Linked DNA regions of Hordeum vulgare: region 1 is linked to region 2. The links are chromatin contacts, called in public Hi-C maps. All regions are on one chromosome and are shown on one strand. Each heading gives the region's core, a stretch centred on a gene start, on an enhancer-like site or on the middle of the called end of the contact. The rest is flanking DNA. Distances are from core to core; before and after follow the strand shown.

Evidence for each region. A called contact is a pair of places that touch in the nucleus more often than the background predicts.
Region 1: a Hi-C map of leaf shows a contact between it and region 2, with 4 times the contacts expected there. The contact joins the enhancer-like site here to the promoter of LOC123448745 in region 2. A contact is called at or near these places in 4 of 6 Hi-C or Micro-C datasets (leaf and seedling) and 1 of 1 datasets of contacts at active chromatin or transcription factors (embryo).

Annotation. Positions count from the first base shown.
Region 1 is chr4H:404,970,605-404,977,317 of MorexV3_pseudomolecules_assembly, reverse strand. No RefSeq gene overlaps it. Among protein-coding and RNA genes, the nearest start is that of LOC123448745, 180 kb to the right of the region's middle. Within about 2 kb of position 2,592, at least 3 of the 3 cell types and tissues checked have open chromatin away from gene starts, as enhancers often do. A contact at or near this core is called in leaf and seedling, where this site is marked.
Region 2 is chr4H:404,788,877-404,794,826 of MorexV3_pseudomolecules_assembly, reverse strand. LOC123448745 (NAC domain-containing protein 92-like) reads right to left here and starts at 3,037. Exons shown (of 3, transcript XM_045125738.1): 1 at 2,711-3,037; 2 at 2,333-2,610; 3 at 1,206-2,245. The coding sequence starts at 2,915. The coding sequence ends at 1,688.

The DNA of each region.
Region 1 (6,713 bases), core at 1,343-3,842, 180 kb before region 2:
GCTCGTCGATCGTCGTTGGGAGCCACAAGGTAGTGTCTCCCTCGGTCCATTAGGACTTGCTGGAGATACACGTGTGGTTGCCTCCTGCTGTGGAGGTGTCAATCCATACTCCATGGTTGATGTCGGGCTAGGAGTGAAAGGAGATCTCTTTTACTCTTCCTACCATGGTGGATGCACCATGATGTGGGTAGTTAATGGAGCCTTGTACATGGATGCCGGGGTGGCGGCCCCGGATGGTGGTCCGGGTGATGAGCTCTACGGCGGGCATCATGGTGGCGGTGATGGCATTCTCTCTTGGTCATGTGGGTGGCGAGAAGTGGTGTAGCGGATGGCTCGGGCGTGCTCTTGTCTCCCATGATGGCATTGCCCCGATCAGGATTTGGAGTTCTTGGCCCATCACGCTTGCCCTGGAGACCTCGTTTAGGGGAGGGGAGCTGCCGAGGGAAAGCTCTGCGCTTTGTCGTCAACGACGGCGACGCCTGTGGGAGCCGTTATCTTCATGAAGGCGTCGTCGTGGTGCTTCTCTACGTGTCCGTGTTTCTGGTGAAAACCTATGTTTTTTGGAACTCGGCAACGGTGACGCTTAGCGTCGTTCTCTATCGTGAGGGCGTTGTCGTGGAACCTAGGTGCTAAAGGGCTTAGATGTTGTTGTTGTGAGTTCTTCGTGTAATCTATTTCGACAGCGTAACTGTGTGCGTGTTGCGTGATGCAGTTATCCTAGGATCGGAACCATGTGAGGGCTACCCCATCCCTTTGTATATTTCGATTGTGTGTTCTGTTTTGTTGGTGCTTTATACCTAAAGTGGGGCGGAAGCCTATTTCGAGAGATGGTAGCCCACCTTGAAACGGACGAGGAGGAGGGCGCTCTGCCCGCAGGGCCTTCGATTAGTCGGGCACTCTAGCATCCTTTATAGGAAGATTACTTACACAATTGTGTAGAAGGAATACGGGTGTGGAGATACTAAGGAAGGTGTGAACATTGATGGTTGTCGACTACATCAAGGATCACAAGAGGATGATGGTTAATTCTCGACGCGGCTACATGTGCCATGTAGCAACATGGAAGCTAGCATTGCGAGAAGGAATGCGTGAGTGGGCCTACCCAATAATAGATTTCTTAATTTCTCCACTTAGTTCTATTTTTCTCTTTTTTTTTCTTTTTTCTTTTTGTTTTCTATAAAAAATATTAAAAACACATCCGTTCCAAAAAAAATACCAAGATTTAAAAAAAATGTATATCCAAGATCAAAACAATGTTCATTCGGTGTTTAAATAATTTGATAGCATACACAAATGGTTTTAGAAAATGTTCATGTATTTTCAAAAAATTGCATGTGACATTATTAAAAAATGTCAAACATGTATTTAACAAAATGTACCTGATGTGTATAACAAACGTACAATGTACATGAAAAAATGTATGTAACAAAACATATATTTGATAAAAAATATCATGTATTTGAAAACTTATGTTTTGATGGATATTTCTAACCTATCACACATGTATAAAATATGGTTTCTCATGTATACAAAAAATATACAATGTGTACAAAAAAGTAGACATGAAAACATGTATTTTGAAAAAAAAATCTTAGTCATGCATCTAAAAATTGTTAGACATGTATAAAAAATCTTCTTCATGTATACCTAATATGTAAACAGCAAAAGCACATATTTGGAAAAATAGTAATCATGTATTTTAAATTATTAAACATGTAATAAATAATGTTCTATTTGTATACAAAAAATATATCACAAATATACAACATGAATGAAAAAATAGAGATTGGTACTAATATTGTAAAAAAAGTCAATCATGCATTCAAACTTATTGAAACATGCATAAAAATGAGTTTGACGTATATAATAAATTGTACATTGTGTGTGAAAAAAGTAGACATGCATTAAAAAAGAGAGAAAAGCTTGTATGGATAAATATTTCTATTGTATTTTAATAATATAGAATGTGTATGAGAAAAGGTAGACATATGTTGAAATAAATAAATAAAATCCCGATGAAAACCAAAAAGAAACAACGAAAACCGAAGAAAACTAGAGAAGAAAAGGAAAACGAATATAAATAAAAAAAAGGAAAACCAAAGAAACCAATGCAAAACATTGGAAGCTAGCGAAAAAGAAATAAAAATAGATGAAAACAAAAAAGCAAAGTAAAGAAAAAATGAATGAGAATAGAAAAGCGAAAAGAAAAAAAGAAAAACTGAAGAAAACAACGCAAAACATGAAATATTGTGAAACCAAAATACCTGATGAAAATAGACAAAGAAACATAAAGCAGAGAAAACAGAAAGAAAAAACTATCACGGATCAGTCCAGCAGTGTACATGATACAAGAAGAAACTATCTATAATAACGAGCAAGTGAGCGAACGAACAACGACCTAGCGAGAAAACAGATTAACGGGCCAGCTCATAACTGTGGACTACATACGCGAGCTAGAGTTACATCTCGCAGAAGGCGAGATATTGGGCTGCTAGTTATTGTCTTCAAGCCTGGTTCTGCTTGTGTGTTGTGTTTTTTTTTGTGGGCCTGCTTTTCTATTGTTTGATCTCTCATAAATCTTTCCGCATGGGCAGCGCTCTGCGCCAGGCCGGTCGAAAGACGGCCCCATGCTGGCCGTCGATCTGTCGGCCGCACGCAGTCAGCACCGTCAGATTTGTTCTGACAGCAAAATTCCTCGATGCAGTAAACTTCGACTACGATGCAGCAAATTTTGATCACGTTTGCAACAAAAATATGGTTGTAGCAAAAAAAAATATCAATGTGATTGTAGTAAAAAAAACGACGCTGATATTGCGTGGTAGCAAAATAAAATGTGGGTTGTAGCAAAAATAATCCGAAAAATTCGGGTTGCAACTCTAATGAACGTGTATGCAACTTTTTTAGTAAACGGTTGCAGCACAAAATGATACCGGTTGTAGCAAAAATTAACACGGTTGTAGCAAAGGTAAAATATACCGGTTATAACAAAAAATCCGACGAACTGGAGTTGTAACCAAACGTATATGCACCTTTTTTACTCGACAAATGTAGCAAATAGAAAACGCTTATAGAAAATTTAAACGTGGTTGTAGAAAATCTGAACGAAATAATGTTGCATGTCTGGCCAGGCAGCCGCGCGGGCAGCGTGCGACGGACCGAACGGTTCGGCCGGCGCGCCGGCTGCAACGTTTCCCTTTCCACATTCTCATGATACAAATTTTTTACAGAAGCAACTAACTGAGGAACGCTCCCTCAAGCCTCATCAAGGGACATTTGGGGTGGGCTGAGAGTGCGTCACTTGGCGCGCTTTTAGCCATGGTTATGTGTTGCATTCTAAGAGTTTTCTTTTTGGATTTTTTTCACATATGTTTTCGGCTTTTTAGATGTTTTTATGACTTCTTGATTATCCACTGATCTTCCTTAGCTTTGGAGCAAAAAAAACACAAAAAAAAAATTGTTTCTTCAGCAAAAGGCACGGTCGTGTCTCTCTGAAATGAAAAAATAACGATTTTTTTTCTTGCGCGAGAAGCACGGTGGTGGCTCTTTGAAACAGGTCTTTTTGAAACAAAAAAAATCCACCTTCTGTTTGAGGCACAGTTTTGCTTACGCGAGAGGCATGGATTTGCTTCCGCGAGGCGCGGTTGTGCCTCTCTAAACCGGAGAAAAATATGCATTTTATTTTTTTTATTCCGCAAAAGGCATGCATTCGCTTTCACGAAAGGCACGGCGTGCCTCTCTGAAACGAAAAAAAACGTGTGTTTTTATATCTTCTCACGAGACACATGGTTTTGTTTCCGCGAGAGGCACGGATTTACTTTCGCTAAAGACATGACAGTGCCTCTTGGAACGAAGAAAAAAAATCCTTTTCTGAGAGGTATGATTTTTTCATTCAATTTTTTCATGAAAAAAAAGTTTATCAAAAACTGCCAACATGGAATATAGTTTTGAAATAGTTTAGAATTTGAATGCATGATTTAGAAGATAAAATGTTTTAAATAAACTGATCTACATAAAAAAAATCCAAGTTACGATATGCGCCACTTTTCGTAACTTGAAAAAGTGGGAGTGACTTTTACAAACAGTGATGCTTAATTGGTGATTTTAATAAATTGCTACTTGTTGTCGGGTGCTTCTTTTGTTTTCGTTCTCTGTAGTAGGACAAAATGTAAAATACCCTATTCTCTTTGGTGTTGTTTAAAAAAGAATTTAATCTGTGTACTATTGTTTTTTAGGTGCTATTTGCGGTGTGTTGGTAGTCTCTCTCTATCGCAAAGAGAGCCTTGGCTCAGTGGTTGGACATGCGGTTGGGCAGTTTAATTATCCAAATTCAATTCCTAGAATTGACTCGTGATGCACAGGGGTTTTTCCCTATTTATTGAGGATCAAATTTGGTGTGTGGTGGAACTACTCATCAAGAAATATCTTGATACTCATTTAAAAAAATTGAAGACCATGTTTATCTTGATATTCATACTAATATGGTAATATACATCCCTAGTTGATGCACAGGTCGGAAGTGAAATTCCCGCATTTTTAAGGCCTCTAAGAAAAACAACATATAACCTAACCCACGTGACAGCTCCGTATCTAATCTCCTCACGCCGCCACCGGCTCACGCCACCGGGCATAGCCCAGTGGCTACTGGTGGCGGCGGGATCCTTTCTCAACAGGCACCAGAGACTATTGTGGCGGATCTCGCGGGGACACGTACGCTCTACTCTCATGCGGCGGCTGCGGCACCAAGGACGAATGCGTCCTGCTGGCTGCTGGGCAAGCTCGTTGGGATGGCTAAGGCTGCGCCTAATGGCTGTCTCGGCTGCTGCGTTTTGATTGCGGGCGGCGCGGGTGGTGGTCCCAGGCAACGATGCACCAAGACTTCGGCCGGTTACGGCGATGTTCTCGCCGGGTTGAGGCGTGGGAGGGCTGGATCTAGCCCGGAAGGTCATCGATGAGGCATGCGGTTCACGACTTGTTTGATCGCGACTCCGCAGCATGTGTTCATTGGCGGCTTTCCCATGTAGTGGTGATGTGGATGCGATCATTTTGGCGGTGGTGGTATGTAGAGTTGGGTGCAATGACCTCCTATAGCTCCGTGGTGGCGTCCTTAGCAGGCCCCGACACCATCACAAGGCTGCTAGGAGCGTTGTGGCGGTTTCGATCTGCCGCTTCAGATCTGGCCATGGCAGCATCCAAGCTGCAAATTATGAATGATTACTTGACGTAGAGGAATGGTTGTGCAACGGCGACAATTATGCATCGCATATAGCTGTTGAATCGTGGAAAAGTGGTGGCGACAACACTTAGAAAGACTTCGATGGTGGTGCCACTCGAGCACCCGGTCTTGAGCTCCGGGGTGAGATCCTAGGTCTAATCCAAGTTGGTAATACTTGGCAATGGCGATGTTTCAACATCGTTACCTTGTTGAAGGCATTGATTGGACATTCTGAGAGTAGTTCTTCAGGGTGAAATCCTAGAATCTGGCCTTGGATGGTTGGATCCGGCAACGGCGACGCTTGAGCATCGCTCCCTTCCTGAAGGCATCGATGTTGAAGAACTATGGTGTCACAAGATTGTTGGTGCGAATATTGTCATTGTTGTAGTTTGCCAATCGATGATCCGATCGCTTTGTTTTTTTTTCAACCTCCAGTAGCTTTCGTCTTATATGTCTTTGCTATTTGCCGACGTGTTTTTGTGTGTTTTGGTGTTAGCTGTCTACGTTCTAGCTATGCAAAGGCGGGATGTGTGCTCATTGTATTTGTATATTCTTGATGCTCTATTTTAAGTCAATAAAATCCATCCTTTACTAAAAAAATGGAAATCGACAGGGCGGCCACGTCTCAAAACAAAATGCAGCCATTCACATGATGGGCTTAAGATCGATGGAGACGTATAAATGTTACTCGTAGATTGGTAAAGGAGCAAACAAACGAGCTCCTATCTATCGCTCTTTGCGGTAGATTATCAACTCAACGCACAGGTTAGTGTGCAATGTGAGCGAGCGAGCGACGGTAGTACAGCGGAATACCTTAATGATCAAATAAAATGCAGATGCGATCATTTTTGAAATTTCAAAGGCCTAACATTTTTAAAAACAAAAAAGTGGCTGCGCCATGAAATGCGAACACTTCTCATATTCGTGAATGAAAATAATATTAAAATAAAACATTTTTGAAAACATGAAGATTTTTCTAAAATCAACTTTTTTTGTCAGCAGGAACATTTTTCTAAATATCAAGATTTTTCAGAAACGTGAACTTTTTGTAATCCAGAAAACAATTGAGAGCATATATATTGTTTTCAGAACAGGGACGTTTTGTGCAATTCCAAAACAAAATTTAAATTTTGAGACCGTAAATATTTTATGAATTTTGAAGTTTTTTAACCATTAATAATTGCAAATTTCTGAACAAAATTATAAAACCACGAACATTTTTCGAATCTGTGATTGTTTTGAAAACCGCCATCATTTTTCAAATTGTGATTTTTTTTGAAACATGAAAAATTACAAATTCATGAACACAATGATAAAATTGTGAACATTTTTCGAATTGTGAACAAAATTATAAATTGTGAATAGTTTTCGAATTGTGAACAAAATTATAAAATTGTGAACATTTTTGGAATTGTGAACAAACATTAAAACATGAACAAATTTCAAATTCATGAACAAAATTATAAACTTCTGAATATGTTTCGAGCATGTGAACCTAGTT
Region 2 (5,950 bases), core at 1,788-4,287:
CAACAGACTGAAAGCAACCTGCATCTGGACATCCACATCGGATTAATTAACCAAATCCCTGGGGAAACGAAATAATAAGATAATTGAGAATCCTTAGGGGCAACATGGGTGATGCACCCTACCCTTCCTGACCATCTCCCTGTGATCATTGACGGGGAGTTAAACAAGTGTTGGCTAAGCTGTCCATGGCCAATAGCTAGGGGGCACGCACAAGGAGATACAAGGAGAAAAGGTGTAGGTGACTGCCACTGCTGGTGGAGCCTAAAGTTCTGACGTCACTGCGCCTCAGCGATTTGGACAGCTAATGATCCAATCCGACTTCCCAGAGCCCGAGGACCCACCCAGGATATGCGACTAGTTTTCATGTGTCTTGCTTGGCCTTTCCCTTTTTTTTAAGGAGCAACCGAGAATTTGAATATTTCCATGTGTCGCAGCAGTACAACTAATGAATTGACGGATGATTCTTTCGCAAAAGAAAGAAAAAAAAATGGATGGAAGATTCCTGCTGATCCTTTTCGTTGCCGCGCCGTCTCGGCCGGGTTTTGATGCACGAAGCGAGCGCGTGCCAACAGCGAATGGATCGCCGCGAAACTCGCCACGGCTTGCGTCCCGGCGCGCCTTACCTGCGTCTGTGTGTGCTGTGCGCGCACGCAAAATCGGGCCCGTCCCGCTCGTCGCCGTCGGCCGCCGTGCGTGTGTGTGAGCGACAAGCTTTCGCCCTCACCCTCACCCTCACCCCCGCGTCGAGCTACGGTTGGTTCGTAGGTTGGTTGTTAGGATCAACGGATGTGCTCGTTTCCTTCCCTTTTTTTTTTGTCCCTTCCTCGGCCGTTGCTCGCCCGCGAGTGTTTTCCGAAACAAGATAAGGCTGGAGCTTGTACGACGCCTATAGTACGTACGTATATGTGTCGAGTTCACCAACTAACTGGACGACGTGGTCCGGGAATAATTGGACGATCGAAACAAGAGCGAACCCATCGCCCGCGGCCGCGGTGGCCCCCTCCGTCGGCCCAAAACCATGATCCATCTCATCTCTCCTCTCCTCTTGCTAGATTTCGGAAGGCGTCCATGAGCAGTAGCAGCACAGCTGGTAGTGCCTCTCGCCACGTCGAGTTACGCCCACAAAGGCGTAACCGAGCGATCAATTAGCAAGTGTAAAGCGGTAGCACAAAGAGAAGACAAGCATCGATTCACATAGTGACATGTCAAACTCAAGCAACAGCAATTAATGGCGGTACATGTACATACAAAGCTAGCGCTAGCTGTCTGGCCGGCTCATCCACAGCGCCCAAATTAATCAATTCATAAATGGATCTCAAGTCCTCCCCCTAATCTACACCCATTAATTGTATAACCATCATGATTGTTACTGCTACTCCCCATAATCACAATCAGAGTAGTAGTGATATGTACACACAGATCAAGATATGAACCTAGGACTAGTTAATTTAATTTAATTAATCAACATAATTAAGGAGGCCTAGCTAATCCCTGGAGGTCCGTCTGGATGGATAATCACCTGATCCAACCCGAGATTGAGAATCCTCCGGAAAGAAGATGATGCATCAGCAAACCACTAACACGAGCATCACACACCAAGTCAAGTAATCCAATCGAGTAATTAATCAAGGAGAGCCAGAGCCAGAGCCAATCGTGTGGCACGCAGCTCCGATCGATCCGGGCGTCATCAGTACTTCCAAATGTCGGCGAGGTTGAGGGCGGGGTACTCGTCAAGGTGGTCAAGGAAGTCTTGATTGTGGGACGACGGTGTGGGCGCCGACGAGATCTCGGCGCAACCGGCGGCGTTGGGGTCGGTGCTGAGCCCGGTGTCGCGGGACGGGCTGAGCGCAGACGTCTGCCCCGAGACCTGCTCCGCCTTGCAGTACCTCCGGATCGCCGGCGACAGGTCGCCGGAATTAGCGGCCGGCAGGGAGAAGTACGGGCTCGAGTACATCATGTGCGGCGGCATGTGCTGTTCCATCTTAACCTCGAGTCCGGATCCGGAACGGCCACCGGTGGCGTAGGCAGAGTTGGAGTTGAAATCGATGACTTGGTCGACGTCGCCGCCCAAGGGAGGGTCCATGAGGGGCGGCAGCTCCCCGGCGTCAAGGAAGTGGTCACTGATGAAGCCGAACGAGCTGACTCGCTCGATCCCGGCGTCCGGCGCCGCTGCCATTGCCGTTGCCATAGCCCCGTTGGTGGCCGTGAGCTCTTTGTTGAACACCTTGGACACGGCCCACTCGTCCTGCACGCCAATTAGTCAAGTATTTAGCAAATCAAGCAGAGAAATTAAAGGAGGGATGAAATAGGATCGAGAGCTAAACCAACCAACCTTGGCGGAGCGCGGGAGCGGGTGGGGGAGCCTGCCCTCGAGGCGGAACTCGTGCATGACCCAGCCGGTCTTCTCGCCGCGGGGTGCACGGCCTAGGTAGAAGACGAGCGTCTTCTTCATTCCGACGAGGATGCCCCTCCCCCGGAAGATCTCCTTGTCCTTGCCGGTGGCCTTCCAGTAGCCGCTCATGGTGGCGCGGTTGGTCCTCGTCCCCGTCGGGTACTTGCGGTCTTTATGGCAAAAGAAGTACCACTCCTTCTCGCCCATCTTGGCCTTGCCTGTCCGGCCGGTGGAAACACGCAAACTAAGTAAGCTTAAGGCACGGCCCGTCGGGCTCGGATGATCAGATCAGAGGAGCAGCTTAATTTGGACGTGTACCTGGGAGATGCCATGGCTCGCACTTGTTGAGGTCGACCTCGCCGATGACGCCGGAGCAGAAGCGGTGGTCGAGAGCCTTGGGGGTGAGGTAGTGCGAGATGATCTCCTCGTCCGTGGGGTGGAACCGGAACCCCGGCGGCAGGTCCAGCCCCGCCGCCGCGTCCTCCACCTCCGTCGCCTGGTTTATCACCGAAACCTCAGACATCTCCAAGCCGGGCGCCGAAGCAAGCTAGCTAGCTAGAGCTAGAAGAAGAGGAAATGGAGGCCGAGAGAAAGAGAGAGAGGCGTGTGTGAAAGAGAGAGGGAGAGGCGGGTTTAGGAACAAGGGAGAGAGACTGGGGGGAGGAACCGAGGGCCGGCTTATATAAGGCTCCACGCGGTCACGCGCAGCGAGAGAGAGAGAGAGAGCCGTGCGGCTTGCGGGCCAAGACCCCTCCCGTCCTTCACTTCTTACCGCGCGCACCGCAGCTGTGGCCCTTATCTTAAGCAACTCTAGTAATTACTTGTCCTCATCTTAATGGCTCTTGATTCATCCTCTCTTCTTTCCTAGGCCCCAACACCAACTCTCTCACATTCAGAGTATCTTCTCCTCCTCCACCACCACCGGCCGGTGTCCTGTCCTGTGGAATGAATATTCACGTTAGATCACGGCTAACGCGGCAACAATGCGTTGGAACGAACCTGACTCCTTCTTATTTACTTACTGTATATGTTTTCTCTAATATGCCTCATGCACCGAGATGGTGGGAGTACCTTACTTTAAATATAAACCCACACTAGTAGTAGTACTCATGGCAGTTCATACATAAACCTGACTTCTTATTTACTCATGGACTGTCATTAAGATGGAGTACTAGTAATGACAGTTCATACATATACACATTGGATTTAATGTTAGTTTGATTAACTCTGACTTTGCAAACCGGCACATCCCCACCGCACATGCAACCAGAAGAATTCAACCCATCCGCACTGGCCGGAACGCAAGAAACATAGAGAAGTACTAGTGAGTAACATCCAGTTTCTTTTCCATAAATAAAAAGGATGACTAGAAGTTGATATGGCAGCTATTTGTAACCCCCGCGGAATCCACACATGGAGTTCATGTCAGATTGATATCCATCCGTGGTTGTCCCGTTCCCTTCTGCTTTCTCATCCGCATCTTTTTAGTTGCAGACTTTCTTGGGTTGTTTGTTTACGGGAGCGACGTGCCATCGAGACAGCCCGCGACCACCACAATTTTCTGCAGCGCCTTTCCCTTTCCCAAGTGGAGAGGACACGCTCGGTGCCATCATCGAGGAGCGCTCCCAAAGTTTTCAACCTTTCACTCATCGAGTATACATCCCCCGCTTTAAAAGGAAGGCGAAATGGTGACGCGCTCCGCTCCTGTTATGGCCTTGTTTCTTCCACATCCTGATACAGAGACGTGGTGTTTTTTTATTTCGCTGCACCACCAAACTGGCCTGCAGGGCAGTGATACCCAGTGCGGCCACGGTGGTTTCTTTCTTTCTTTTTCATTATTGAATCGAAAACCGTAGAACTGTTGATGAGGAGTGTATTGTTGATAAGGAGTGTACTGTTGATAAGCTGGAGAGTATGAATCATTTAACTTCTTTTAGGAGAAGGTTATCTCCAGTTATGCTCCAGAAATGGAATGAAATGAAGCAATATGTGTTGGATAAAATTTGTGCAGATAAAGATGATGAGGTTTACTGGAAGTTAGATAATTTCAGGAAATATTCCACTAAATCTATGTATAGATGGTTAGAGAGAAACCTTGCGGGGACCCATTATAAGTGAATTTGGGGGACTAAGATTCCTTTGAAGATCCAAATCTTCCTCTGGCACTCATTTCAAAGCTCCATTCTTACTAGAGATAATATGAGAAAACGCCAGTGGCAGGGGGGCCCTAAATGTTCTTTCTGTGATGAACTTGAATCGGCGCAGCATCTGTTCTTTGGGTGCTCGGTGGCCAAGATTGTTTGGAGAACGATTGGTGTTGTTTTTGGTACCAATTATATTCCGAAAACGATTTGGCAGGTTTACTCTTGGTTATATGCTTTTTTGCCGGGCTTATGCGAGATTTATATTGTTGGCTTAGCTGCATTTTGCTGGTCTATTTGGTTGGCTCGGAATCGGGCTACTTTTGAAAAAAAGTGGATTAAAACTCCTTTTGAAATTGCTTTCACAACGTGTGCGTTTATTGAATACTGGGCAGGTACGCAAAAGCCGGCGATGGCGGAGACTGTCAAGAAGGGGGCTTAGTTGTTGAAAGAGAGCGCATCCCAAATGCTGCTGCTATGTGGACCACCAAGGCCAGAATCGAACGAACAGGCTGATAAGGAAGAAGCGTGGGAGGAGTGGTAAGTGCAGGAAGAAGGTGTTCGATCCCCTTGGCGATGAACCTTGCTAGTTGCAGTGCAGATAGCTTGGTACCACGGTGGTGATTAGATCTCTGTCAGTTTTGTGAAACTTTCGTTTTATCTTGTGCTCTTTTGTGAGCCTGGTCCGGTTATGGTTGTTGGGACTCCTCGTAGCGGTGCTCATCCATGGTAGTGTAACTTTTGATCTTTTTGCGTAGTTTCGGATGATATCAGGTTTTCGCCCCGCAGTTTGTGTTCCTGATGACAGGCATGAACGGTGGGTTTCCTGATATTGTCCCGAACTCGCTTTTTTCCCTTTCCCTCTCTTTCTGGTTCTGGTTTCAAAAACATTGTATTTCCGTTATGAAAGTAATGGAAAGGGGAGAAAGCCCGGTTCGAAAAAAAACACGTAGAACAGTTGCTCTAGGATAAATTTCATTAATAAAAGAAACTATCCATAGACACCCAAACAGTAAAATAGCAAAAACCATCCAACTCCACTTATAGAAAAATCCACGGGAAAAAATTAAATTAGATATGAGTCAATCCACTCTATATAGCGTTGCTGATGCTTAAACTTGAACCCGGACTTGATCATCTGAAGATCATTTTCGAGCAAAAAAAAAACAAGCCTCGTAAGGAATGGTTATGAGCCTTACATACTTTGGAGTTCCCCTGTATCCAAATGTGCCAACCATCCGTGATGATGATATTCATAAAGACACAAGGTTGATCAAGATTAAGACAAAGAGTAAATCAAGTTGATCAACGAACAAAGCGTACATGATGTATCGAGAGGGATCAAGTGATCCCATGGTGTGTTTCCATGGGCTTGCGTCAAGAGGAAGACCTCATACAACCCATGGAGGATGACGTC